Regions from separate parts of the Mus musculus genome. Here region 1 is linked to region 2. The links are chromatin contacts, called in public promoter capture Hi-C maps. All regions are on one chromosome and are shown on one strand. The core of a region is the stretch at or near the end of the contact, and the rest is flanking DNA. Distances in the headings are between cores, read along the strand shown.

The links. Promoter capture Hi-C pulls out the DNA fragments that hold promoters and counts their contacts.
Region 1: a promoter capture Hi-C map of the SN4741 cell line shows a contact between it and region 2, with 4 times the contacts expected there. The contact joins the promoter of Oas1f here to the promoter of Oas3 in region 2. A contact is called at or near these places in 14 of 39 promoter capture datasets (the 3T3-L1 cell line, the HPC-7 cell line, the SN4741 cell line and 10 more), 1 of 15 datasets of contacts at CTCF or cohesin (CD8 T cells), 9 of 484 Hi-C or Micro-C datasets (the C10 cell line, the Patski cell line, brain and 6 more), 2 of 115 datasets of contacts at active chromatin or transcription factors (embryonic stem cells and pancreatic cancer cells) and 3 of 9 other capture datasets (adipose tissue, liver and pancreatic islet).

The regions. Positions count from the first base shown.
Region 1 is chr5:120,844,573-120,851,251 of GRCm38.p6, reverse strand. Oas1f (2'-5' oligoadenylate synthetase 1F) reads right to left here and starts at 3,885. Exons shown (of 6, transcript NM_145153.3): 1 at 3,678-3,885; 2 at 2,795-3,083. The coding sequence starts at 3,860.
Region 2 is chr5:120,775,420-120,781,794 of GRCm38.p6, reverse strand. It overlaps Oas3 (2'-5' oligoadenylate synthetase 3), which reads left to right and starts at 4,136. Exons shown (of 16, transcript NM_145226.2): 1 at 4,136-4,344. The coding sequence starts at 4,171.

The DNA.
Region 1 (6,679 bases), core at 2,636-5,135, 70 kb before region 2:
ATTGCTCACAAGTCTGGAGACAGTGGTGGGAAGAAACAGCACTCGATGGTCACACACAGGAGAGCTACACAGTCATCTGTTAATGGCCAACCATGTTCTGGTGTGCCGTGCATTCTACTGCATTTGTATATCATATCTCCTGCTTACAGTCTCTGCCCTATTTTGAGATGAAGGGTGGATTGTGTGTGCATGGATGTGGTAAACACATATTCAGAGGCCACAAGAGGAGATGGGGTGTTTTCCTGTATAGTTTGTCACCCCTCCCTTTGCAGCAGGGTCTCTCTGTGAACATGGAGCTTGGCTGGCATCCATCAGGCCACAGAGACTCTCCTGTCTCTGTTCCCATAGTAACAGGGATACAGGTCAATGTGTGGAACTTCCTAAGAGTAGGTGGGCTTTGGGGATTTGAACTCAGGTCCTTATGCTTGTGCAGCAATCACCCTTATCCACTGAGCTGTCTCCCCAGCCACTGTGTGTTCAGTGCATGGTTCTCTGTAGTGACCAAGTCAATGTCATGTGGTTTTGATTGTCCAGTTCCTGGGAGTGTCAGGATATGGTGGTGATGGTGTGTGTGTGTGTGTGTGTGTGTGTGTGTGTGTGGTTGTGTGTCCTGTGAACTTGTACTGTGGTTGGGCAGCAGGCTATGGAATTGAGGTATATGTGGCTATGTGAGGGTGGGTGTGCATATTTGATTACACTAGTTAGGCAAGCAGGCTATGCCTTCCTTAAGTGTGTTCATGGGTGTGGCCACGGTTGCATCAGGCCACACCATCGAGCTCTGATGTTGACACAAAGCAAAATCACTCACAGGGTTGGTGAGATTGCTCAGTGGTTAAGAGCACCGACTGCTCTTCCGAAGGTCCTGAGTTCAAATCCCAGCAACTACATGGTGGCTCACAACCATCTGTATCAAGATCTAACGCCCTCTTCCGAAGTGTCTGAAGACAGCTAGTGTACTCACATATAATAAATAAACAAATCTTTAAAAAAATCACTCACAGATGGAGGATGGACACACCGAGTCACTCAGTGACCCAGGGAGTTCCCAAGAACTTAATTTCGACTTCCTGACCCAACACATAGTAGATCTCATTTGCTAAGTCACCCATGGAAAGGCTGTAACTGGGGTCCTCTTTTGGGCTGTCACCCACACCAGCATTCCCAAGGTGGCCCTACTGTGAGGAAGCTGCTTTGCTACTGGAAAGCGGCTACAGGCTTCTGCAGGAGCCGCCCTCCAAGCTCATTTCTGGGTCACCCCCTTGAAGCCCCCTCCATTGAGCAGAGTTCTAAGACTCCTGCAACTTCCCACAGCAGGCTGCCCTGGTCCTACTCCCAGGCTGGCCCTCTCAGTGCCTGCTGCATGAGACTCTGGACTGTTTCCATGTCTCTCCTAAGCCAAGGGCTTGTCTCTAAGTTAACGGCAGCAGTTCACACAGTGACCAGCAGGGTGTGCTGTGATTTCCCCAAATGTAAAGCCTAAGTATTCTCTAATTGCCCCAAGACTCCACTGTGCTCTCAGGGATGTTCCTGATTGTCTTTAGATAGAGTTGTGCAATTTGTAATTTTGGATACTCCCATTGTGTCAGGCCTGGTGTGAGAGATTCTTAATGCAGAGCACCATTAATATGCAATTATATAACATGTGTGTAAGTGTGGGAGGTTGGTGTGTTCGTGTGTGTGTGTGTGTGTGTGTTCGTGTGTGTGTGTGTGTGTGTGTGTGCGTGTGTGTGTGTGTGTGTGTGTGTACACTCGCGCGCGCCAGGTTTCCAGTTTCCCAGGTGGGGCACAGAGCTCCTCCAGGAAGTTCTGCATCCTGCACCCCACCCTCAACCCCATGCATGGACACCCAAGCCTCTGCACAGATCTGAGGTTTCTCATTCTTTGATAGCAGATGGGACAGATATTCATTTTTAGCTGTATCTCTAGTTCCACTTTATAGACACAGAGTTCCCACACTCAGGCATGAAGAGAGCTGTTCACCATGTAACCGTTCTGTAGGATGTCCCCAGGCTGGGGAGATGGCTCTGTGGGTAAAGGGCTTCTCACATAAATATAAGGACCCAAATCAAATGCCAGCACCCAGGTAAAAAAGCTGGGCTTGCAAGGGTTGGAGAGTCCACACCTGGAATCCCGTGCTGGGGAGGTAGAGACAGGAGAATCCCTCAGGCTCACTTTCTGACCAGATATGTGGATCTGTCAGCTTCATGTCAACAATCTCCAAAGAAAAGGATCGGGAGGGGAAAGGAGAGGCAGAGGGGAAGGAAGGAAGGAAGGAAGGAAGGAAGGAAGGAAGGAAGGAAGGAAGGAAGGGAGGGAGGGAGGGAGGGAGGGAGAAAGAAAGGGAGAAAGAAATTCACTTAGCTTCTAAGGAGTGGAAGATTCCAAGTGTACTCTTGAACGTATGTCTAAGGGTATTTGTTTACAGCAGGGACTAGGCAACCCCTCTACCCAACCCTGTGCTGTACCTAATAAATATACTGAGGCTCCAGGTGCCAGAGATTGTGGGTTCAGCTCTATCAGAACACACACCCCACCTGACCCCAGCTCCTTACTGCAGGAGCCATGAAGGTGGGGCAGCAAACTCCAGGTCAACCTCTCAACCAAAATAGGCTCTTAAGTAACCAACCTCCAAGGCTGGCGTCTGACCATTACCCACACAGGCAAACATGTGAACAGACATCTGCATACATGAGAACATGCTACCCCAACACACACACACACACACACAGAAATAGAAGAGAGGATTCATGCATGAGGGGAGGGCAGACTGAGGCTCTGCTGCTGGTTGACTTACACAGGACATCATAGGCTGGCTGCACATCAAATTCCACCTCCTGCTGGAGCTCAGGGGAGCTCAGCTTGAAGCTCAGAGACCTGGAGTTGGGCTCCTCTGAGCTCTGCACCTCAAACTTCACTTTAAATGGTTTCTCATCCTGCAGCTGACACAGGTGTTTCCGAATTTCCTCAATGAACTCTCCCCGTCGCTTTAACTGCTCCTCGAAGCTGGTGAGATTGTTAAGGAACACCACCATTTTAGCCTCTGACTTGCTCTTGAGTGCAGTGTGTTCGTCGTAGGAGCCGCCCTAAAAGACAAGGATGAGGATGACGAGGGACAGGGAGAGTCGTGCCAGGCAGTCCAGATGCTGAACAGTATGTAGGAGTCCACCACTGAGCGTGAGAGATGGATAGAGAATCCTGACACATATATATCATGCTTAGATAAACAAAGTATGTACCAAAACTCAAAGGTCACAGAGCGAATGTTGAAACTAAGGAAAGTGAATTTACAAAAAGGAACATTTTGAGAAAACAAGAATAAATGATACTGCAGAGATCCTCCCTAAATAAAACACTGAGCACAATCACTAACAAACACACTTGCACCCCTGACATACATAGATGAGTGGACATTACAACACGACATTTCTGCAGCCTTCACAGTGACTGAGGCAGGGACTGCTGTCATACAGTCCCATGGGCAATGAGCTTCCATCAGTCCAGTCATCCAGCAGTGGGGTCCCTGTTTTGTCCTCTGCCCTGTGCCATAGCTGGGGTCTACATGAGGACACTGGGCACAGAGCAGGCAGGTAACTAACACCCCCACTAAGGACTGCAGGCTGGCATCTGAGCGTCCTCTCCCCACCCCATCCTGGTGAGCTTGGGCTAATGGGACTCACCATCACAACCCTGGAGACCCTCACAGGGTGGGTGGCACCTTGGAAGCATCTCTCCTTCAGGAAAGCACCTATGAAGTCCACGTCTGCTCTGGCCTCAGCATGGAAGCTGGAATCGGGAAGGAGATGATCACGTATGAACTTGTCCAGCTCACAGGCTGGGGTGCTGCTAAGATCCTTCACCATTTTATGGCCAGGAAGTGTTTGCTGACTGTAGCACTGCCTCTGGAAGCCAGTTGTCCATCATTTCCATAGCAGGTTTTTCGTTCCTAGGCAAGGCGGGGCTGTACATATCAGACCTCTGCATCTGCCATCTCTGGCTCCCAGGCTCCCTGACACTCTGGAGTTTGTTTACCTGCTGGTATTTCTTTAGATTCTCATCACAGCAGGCAGGAGGCAGGAGGTACCATAAACATAGTTTCTGTTGTTCTTACCTTCTTAGTCTTGGAAAAATGGTCTTATAGTCTCCTAGACTTTTTACAGCATAAGACACATACACACACACAAACACATACACACACCCACACCCACACATCGATAAAACAAGAAGAACAAGTGAGAGAAATCCAGAAGATTCCTGACACCGTTTCAGCACAGCTGTGTAGGTTGGTGACTGGTCCATACTTATTGATTGATGTCGATCAGCCCTCCAGAGTTCAGAAAGAGCTGGAAAGGAAGAGCTTACTCAGCAGCACGTCTCAGACATTGAAAAAACACCAGATAAGATTGAATGGAGGCTAGAAGCTTCCAGGACTGGGCCTAGATTAGCAAACATGGGCATGAAACCTTCAAGACAGCAATTACAGCGGGAGAATAAAAGATACTTTTCCAATATAGCATGATGTAGTAGACTTACTTTTCTAAATAAGAGTCAAATCATATATGTAGTGTATAGGTGGAAATTAAAATATATATAAGTTTAACAAACAGCCTTTTGTTACAAATTTTATGCTAAATTTCCTCACAGATTTTTTTTTAAACATTCTCAAAAAGTTCCCACATCTTGTGATAAAAAGTTTAGAGGGCTGGAGAGATGGCTCAGTGAGTAGGAGCACTGGCTGATCTTCCAGGAATTCCCTGCAACCACATGGTGGCTCACAACCATCTGTAATGGGATCCGATGCCCCCTTCTGGTGTGTCTGTCAGCTACAATACTCATATAAGATAAATAAATAAATCTCTTTTTTTAAAAAAAATAAAGGGTTATATAGAACAGAGAGATCTCTCTATCATTTATGTGCTAATTTGTACACGAGGTCAGTAAAAACATTCAGTGCTTGAGAAAGATCTGATAAAAGCTGATTGACTATAGGTAGTTTAAACTTTTAAGCTTTGTAAGCTGGAGTGGGTACAAATACATTTGTGGACCCTATGGAACTTGACCATAAATTATATGCTCCTTTTCTTTAGGAGCCATCTAGAAGAGCATTGCAATCAATGTCTATAGGATTTCTACATGGAACTTTAGGGAATGCCCATGGAGTTTCATTTTTTTAATCTTAAGACCTCTGGGGTAATAATTATTATAGATCCCAAGTAACTTGCTACTGTGATCTGTCAATTATTATCCAGGTGGACAAATATTCAACCTTCATTTTATTTACTTAATGGAACAATAAATTCTGTAAGCTCTTCATCAGCAAGGGGTTATTTCTATGAGCTATTGTGAGAGCTAGCTGTGTTGAAGTTTAAATAATTGTGCCTAAGCGATCCATAAAACAAAACTGCCTCTAACCCGTAAGCTCCTTGCCCAAGGGCAGAAACTTCCTGAGATGCTGGGGGCTGCCATGTTTATACGATGACAAACCACCTGCTTTTGCTCCCCTAAACAAGCTTGTGGGACTCAACTGCACAGGATGTGTTTGATCACGGGTGGGGGGGGGGAGGTTAGCAGGCAGGAGGTATCTTAGGAGGTAAGCCTGTCCCTGATTGGACCTAGTAGGAAACACTTAGCCTGGTGGGGTTGTCTTTAATAAGCCTCTGCAAAATGTGGCTCCTGGCCATTCCTGTGAGCCCTGGAATGGTCCTGGCCCGATTCCATCATCTTGGCCCCAATTTAATTCAAGCTTGTGTTAAATTTTTGCTCAGAAATTGTGGGAGTGGTCTTTCTCCTCGACTCTCAGGTCTAAGACTACTCTTTGGCAGCAGCTTTACTGAATGAACGCAGTAGCAGCCCGCTCTGTTCAGCAGCTGCCTTTCCCATAGAATTCCACAAGAGTTTCCAGAAAGCAACTTATAATGCTAAGCAGATAGGAGGTTAGCAATGGCACGACCCAAAATACTAAGGTTTGCTCTTCCACTTCACCTACCATGAAAGTTAAGCTTCGTTCATGTATTGATCAGACGAGCAAGAGAAGAGAAATCCCTCCATATATGGAATGACCAACACCTCAGGGGCTATAAACAGCCTTGGCTCATGCACTGTATGTCCTGATAGTAACCCTTCCAGAAGCTGTGCCTGGCTTAGTTTTCCCTATAAAGGGACCTTTGATATTGAGTTATTCCCACTCTGAGAGAAAAATGAACCACGTTTAAACCAAAATCAAGCAACAAGGAAACCCTAAGGCCTGGGCTGAGCTGGCTCACGCTGAAGTAATGGAGCCTGCCTGCTGGGAAAAGGGCCCAGGGCCTGAGGGCTTGGGGTTCAGTGAGCTTGCTTAAGAGAGTGGAAGCAAAGTGGATGGCTGGAAGCCAAACCTGTGGGTGTATTGGGCCTGCCCTGCCCATGCCCGGGCCTGCCTGACAGAAAATGCTTACTCTCTCTCTCTCTCTCTCTCTCTCTCTCTCTCTCTCTCTCTCTCTGTGTGTGTGTGTGTGTGTGTGTGTGTGTGTGTGATATTTTTTAAATTACCTGACAGGGATTTTATCTTATTTCATCTTTCTTTTTCATGAGCTCTATGAAAACCCACATTAATTCCATTTGATCACTTAAGCTTGTGAACACTTAGCAGTGAGAGACCCAAGTTTCCTGCCCCTAATTTCTATTTTAGAAATAACTTTTCTTA
Region 2 (6,375 bases), core at 2,887-5,386:
AAGCTAAGCTCACATCTTCTTAAAGAGCAATTCTCACTTTTTTTAAAAAAAGATTTATTTATTTATTTATTTTATGTATGTAAGTACACTTAAGCTGTACAGATGGTTGTGAGCCTTCATGAGGTTGTTGGGAATTGAATTTTTAGGACCTCTGCTTGCTCTGGTCAGCCCCGCTCACTCAGTCCCTGCTTGCTCCAGCCCAAAGATTTATTTATTATTATACATAAGTACACTGTAGCTGACTTCAGACACACCAGAAGAGAGCGTCAGATCTCATTACGGGTGGTTGTGAACCACCATGTGGTTGCTGGGATTTGAACTCAGGATCTTCAGAAGAGCAGTCAGTGCTCTTACCTGCTGAACCATCTTGTCAGCCTCCCAATTCTCACTCTTGCAGTGTCTTTCCAGCCCCAGTTACAATGTGCTCAGAAAGCCAACAGGGTCACTCACACTGCCAGCATGGCTTGCTCATGATTATTCAAAACGTGTTCCTGCTCTGGGGAGATGTGAGGGCTCTCCATGCAGCTGTGAGAACATGAGCTGAATCCCAGCATCCATGAGACCTGGGTGTGGCTAAAGGTAACTTCCCCCCACCCAGGGCTAGGAAGGACAGAGACAGAAAGGCATTTGGGATTGCCCGCCACCTACTTACACCTAGCCCCTGGATTCCAGGTTCAGTGAGAGATCATGACTCAAAAAATACGAGAGAAAGTGAGAGAGAATTGGCCTCTGACCTCAACAAGTGAACATAGACAGACAGACAGACAGACACACACACACACATGCAGAAAGACTGGCAGACAGACACACATGCAGAGACTGGTACACATGCAACTGCACAGGCACAGAGACAGACAGATACACCACACAGATAGACAGGCAGACACACACACATACATACACACACACACACATACACACACAAATTCATGGACATATACATAGATGCACACACAGACTGGCAGACAGAGACAGACAGACACACATGCAGAGAGACTGGTACACACACAGGTACACAGGCACGGAGACAGACAGATATACCACAGACAGACACACACACACACATCCAAAGAGACTGGAAGACAGACAGATAGACAGACGCACATACACGCAGAGAAACTGGTACACATGCAACTGCACAGGCACAGAGACAGACAGATACACCACATAGACAGACAGGCAGACACACGCACACACATAGATGTACATACACACACACACACACTCAATGCTTCCTACAGGCTTGGTTCAGGCCATGTCTCACATTCAGGATTGAGGAGACAAATGTCAGGAAGCCCGGGACCTATGTGCTGGGAGACAGGTGCTCTCCAGCAGGGCTGGCTCACTTCAAATCATGAAGTGACACAGACTGTTTATTGGAGGGATCCATGAAAACACAGCTCTTACCCTGATGAGCGACCACAGCCCTGGACATTGATGAGGGCTTTCTCCTGGAAAGGAGTCTGAGCTGGAAATACTTACAGAACAAAAGAAGTTGTAAACAAGACACTTACCAAATACTTTGGTGGGAATGTGGGTGAGATGTGGGTAGGCTGGTTAATGCAAAGAGGAAATATTGTCTGAAGATATTCTTAGCTTCTGCAATTGGAACCTGAAGTTCTGCCAGAACACATTCCACAGGCTTTACCTCAGCGTTCCGAGAGTGCTAGGCTAGATCCAATGGTGGGCATTGACTGACTACTAAAAGTGCTGAAGAGAGTCCAAGATAATTTTTCTCTGGCTTGTCAACATTCCAGCTCTCTATCACTAAGTTCTAATTAGATATTCAGCCTTGGAGAGTCTTTAGGACCCACGTGGTTTTCCTTCTTGTTCTTCCTCCCCTTTCTCAGGAAGTTCAGTTTATAAGACTCTATGGGAGGTGGGGAGGGCAGCTGACTCTACCCCGGGACCCTGGAAAGGGCTCCTGAGTTGCTCCTTGAGGCAGGGACCTCTTAGCCAAGGACAGAAGAACTCAGGACCTCCAGCCAATTGCAAAAGTGAAACAGCATGCAGGGTGCTGGGAACAGACTCAGTAAAGACCCAGAGGTGGGAACAAAACCCAAAAGAAACAGAAATAAGAGAAGCAGATGGTGTGTGAGCGACAGACCCAGAGTCACTAGGAAGGCAAAGGGGCCAGGTCCATTTCATAGGGGCTGTGGGGACAAACTGTGTAAATACGCCTGTGGCAAAGTGACAGTGTGGGTGGGGGTGAGGTTAAAGACCTTCAAGGGTCTGGGTTACAAACCACAAGTCTAGACATCAGCAGGCAGCTCCCCTCCCAGGTTGCAAGTGAGATTCTATCTTCTGCTGGGTTCTGCTGTCCTACCTCTGCCTCCACCCACCACCACCACCACCACCACCACCACCACACTCTGACCACTGACTCTGTCACAGGAGAAGCCCAGCTGCCTCAGGCCAGGACCTATCCTAATGACTGTCCTTGAGCACAGCCTCATCTCCTAATAAGATTGCACCTTGAGGTCCTGAGAGTCCTTTCTCCTCTTGAAGAAAGGCCAGGGAACATCCCAGCTCCTTGGTCCCTTCTAGACATGTGTAGATCAGTAACCCTGGACCCAGCAGATCTTACAGGAAACAAAGGTGCTAGGAGGTGGGTGGGCAGGGTGTGTCAGTCTGCACTCGCTGCTCTAAAACAGAACAGATTCCCAGGGCTCCCAGGCACAGGATGTGGCTATGACATGTGCCTTCCCCACTTATCTTTGACTGCCTAGCTGTTTGGCATAGCTCGAAACCCCCTTACTTTATTCCCCAGCTAAAGTGACCACAGGAGACTAAGGATGCCTTTGGATCCTTTCAATCCCCAGGGCCATGGCCTCTTCCAGTGAACAGAGCCAAGCTGTGTGATGACTGAGGCAGGTGATGGGTTTAGATGGCCACATCATTACACTGTCATCTAAAAAGATATTCTGTCCTGGAGTGTTCAAATCGTGCCCCCCAGACTATAGCCTATTCATATCAGTTCTCTCTCTCTCTCTCTCTCTCTCTCTCTCACACACACACACACACACACACACACACACACTGTCAGCTGTGATTAGCACTTGAAGACACTAGGTTCTCAACACACACAAACCGGACTCTCTGTTCCACACTTGTGCAGTTTTGGCTGGCAGACACACACGCACACACACATACACAGAGATGCAGACACGCATGTACACGCACACATGTGCACATGTACAGACGTATGAATACATACACAGACAGACACTCACATGCACACATACACATGTGTGAACACATATGCACATGCACGCGCACACAAGTACAGACACACATGTTCCGACACACATGCCCTACACACACACACAGACACATGCACACACACAAACACGCAGGCGTGCAGCAGAACCATCACTTGGCCTCCAATCTGAACTTGCCCTTGCTTCTGTCTTCAGCATCTCCTCCCACAAACAGGGCGCTAAGCACAGAAGCCCTCATTTCTTACCTTAGTCCTTTGTGCAGCCCCAGCCAAGGGCCTCACACTCATCAATCTGATGTCTCCTCTTGGAGCATCGTTGTGCCTCAGCAGAGCAAGGAGCAAAAAGTCAGGATGCCTGGGACTGGAAGACCTGGGTTCAGATTCTAACTCTGACAGTCATGCTGTGTGATGCTAGATGACTTACTCAACCTCTCTGTCCATCTGCCACCCTGCATACTTATGTTAAGACCACTACCAGGCATTTAATGGAGGCTCATTAATATAACCCCATTTTTACAGATGGAAAAAACTGAGGCCCAGAGAGGTTAACACAGGGCAGCACAGCAAAACAATAGATGAGAACTTGGGTGGGGAGGACTGTGGGGGGCTCTGCTTCCTCAGGCCTGGCTCTGAGGTGCTCTGTGGCAGCCTATCTTGGGTCCCCAAATAGGAGGTCAGGAAGCCTCAGGGGACCTAGGGGACCTGTGAGCCTGGTCCCCAATGTTCCCAGGCTGCCCAGAGGGTCAGAAGTCACACCAGGAGACAGCAGAACCATAAACAGATAATCTCAACAAACACCCTGAGCCTGAGTCAGGGAAGAGAGGAACTCAGCAGGGAGGAGAAAACGAAAGTGAAGGGAGGTGACTCAGGGAACACACCCACTGTCACCTCAGGAACACCCCCAAGAAGCCCTGGAGAGAAACGAAACTCTACTGAGAGTACCGGTCAACATGGACCTGTTCCACACGCCAGCCGGAGCTCTGGATAAGCTGGTGGCCCACAACCTGCACCCAGCCCCTGAGTTCACAGCAGCCGTACGGGGTGCTCTGGGGTCGCTAAACATCACCCTACAGCAGCACAGAGCCCGAGGGTCACAGAGACCAAGAGTGATAAGGATTGCCAAGGTGAGAGGGTGGGGCACCCCAGGGCAAACACCTTCAGGGTCTTCTTGAGGGATGGCTCAGGTGTTGCTATAACCAGCCAGTCTGTGGGGAAACTGAGGCATCAAAACCCAAGTTACACTTCCAGGGTAAAGGCCCAGCCAGGGCCACACTGGGTCACCTGATGGCTTCCTATGCTCTCCTAAAGGCTGTCTCATTCACTCATTCACTCAATCACTCAGACTCTAACTTCACACTGCCTGAGCCTCGCTGATCTGAGGCAGGGGGATCACGCACTCACACCCATTGGGACCCAGTCTTTGAGAAAAAGAACATGACCCGGCTAAAGCACACAGACTCCCTCACCAACATGGCACCTGAGGTAGGGATTACTGCCAGCTTTAGGAGTGGGGAAACTGAGGCTGAGTGGAGCTGAGCTGCTACTCTAAGCCACACTGTGTCACCTGGGCATCCTGCCAGGCCGCCCAAGAACCTTTGGCTTCTCAGAGAACTAGGGGGAGATAAACTCTGAGCCGCCTTAAGCCTGGTAAACCTGCTGATGCAGGGGCATCATAGGGACCTAGGAGGGGCACAGTGAGACTAGAGATTGTCCTGGGCAGGTCTCGGGTCACCTGACAGTTCCTGAGGCTGCATCTGAGCTGGAGATGTGGAAGGAGGCTTGGGTCTGGGAGACAGAGCCTGCTTCTGCATCTCAGGTGTGGCTGAATTCCTTCTAGGGAATGGGGGATGTGTATCCCTCCTCCTAAAGCCCCAGGGGTTAACAGGAAACAATCCGCCACAGGTCACTCTGGGAAACAATGAATCTATTGGTCTTCCTTACTGAGCCTAGGGAAGTGGGCCCCACTGGAAAGTCTTCACCAGCAGAGACCAGGCCTTCTGTAAGCTGCACAGGCTCTCCCCTCCTCCCAGTCTCCCAAGCGATATACCTCAGGCCAGGAACAGTTTAGGGCACAGTTGCATTAGAGAGTGGAGAGGTCCTCGGGTGAGGGTTGATGAGCAGTGAGTAATATATGAGCAGTGAGTAATATAAACATCACCAGGCCATTATTTCAGACCTAACTTGGCCCTTGTGTACTGGGGGTTACAGGTGTGGTCCACCAGAGGCTACAAAGTCTCCTTTCAACCGCCCAAAGAGGATCGGGTAGGGGTGGGGGTGGAAGGAACAGGGTTCATGGAGCAAGACCTCTTTAAACTCCTCATGGGATGGGTTTGAAAACCATAACTGAGCTAAATACAGGATGGCGGGGAAGACCCTCATTGTGCCCCTGAGATGTCAGCTGGGAACCCCCTCTCCTCTGTCGTAGAGATTTTTAATCCCAGCGTAGAGTTTCTACCCTGCCTTTGATCATTCAGCCCCCAGATAAAAGACACACACAGCCTTTATATTTACAGTAAGCCTTAAACAGCACAAGAGCTGGGCAGATACCTACCTTCTATGCTATTAGAATCTACTTTCCCATCAATAACCCTAAGTTATCACTTACTATGTTTCATCTGGGCTGCTCTTAACTCTGATTGGCCAGCCCTCGGGACCACGTTTCTATGACTCACCTAACCCACAGCAGCTTCTCCCCCTCCACCGCCTTCTTTTCCTTGTGGTTCTCCTCAGACCACAAGCCCAGGAAACCTAAACCACCCATGTCTCTTCTGCCCAGCTATTGGCTGCCAGGATCTTTATTCGCCAATCAGAAATAATTTGGGCGCAGACTCCAGGTCTTGGGGGCCCACACTCAGCACTGAGGCGGCCTGCAAGAGCAAAACCTCTACACTCCTCTTCTTTTTCGGCTTCAGGAAAGAGAGACGGAAGCAACCCCTCCCAGGTGTTCTGTGTTTCCTTTGCAAGATGAGGAAGTACCTTCCTCCCATCATCCTTAGGGAGGTGCTCATGGGTGATACTGGAAGCTGCCTAGTGGTTATTTCCTCTACTGTCTCTCCACACACAACCAGAGGATCAGCCTTGAGGGGCCTGGCGTCATCACTGGGGTAACGGGAGCCCCAGACTGTGTGGCGCCTGTGCCTCATCTGACTCTTCCA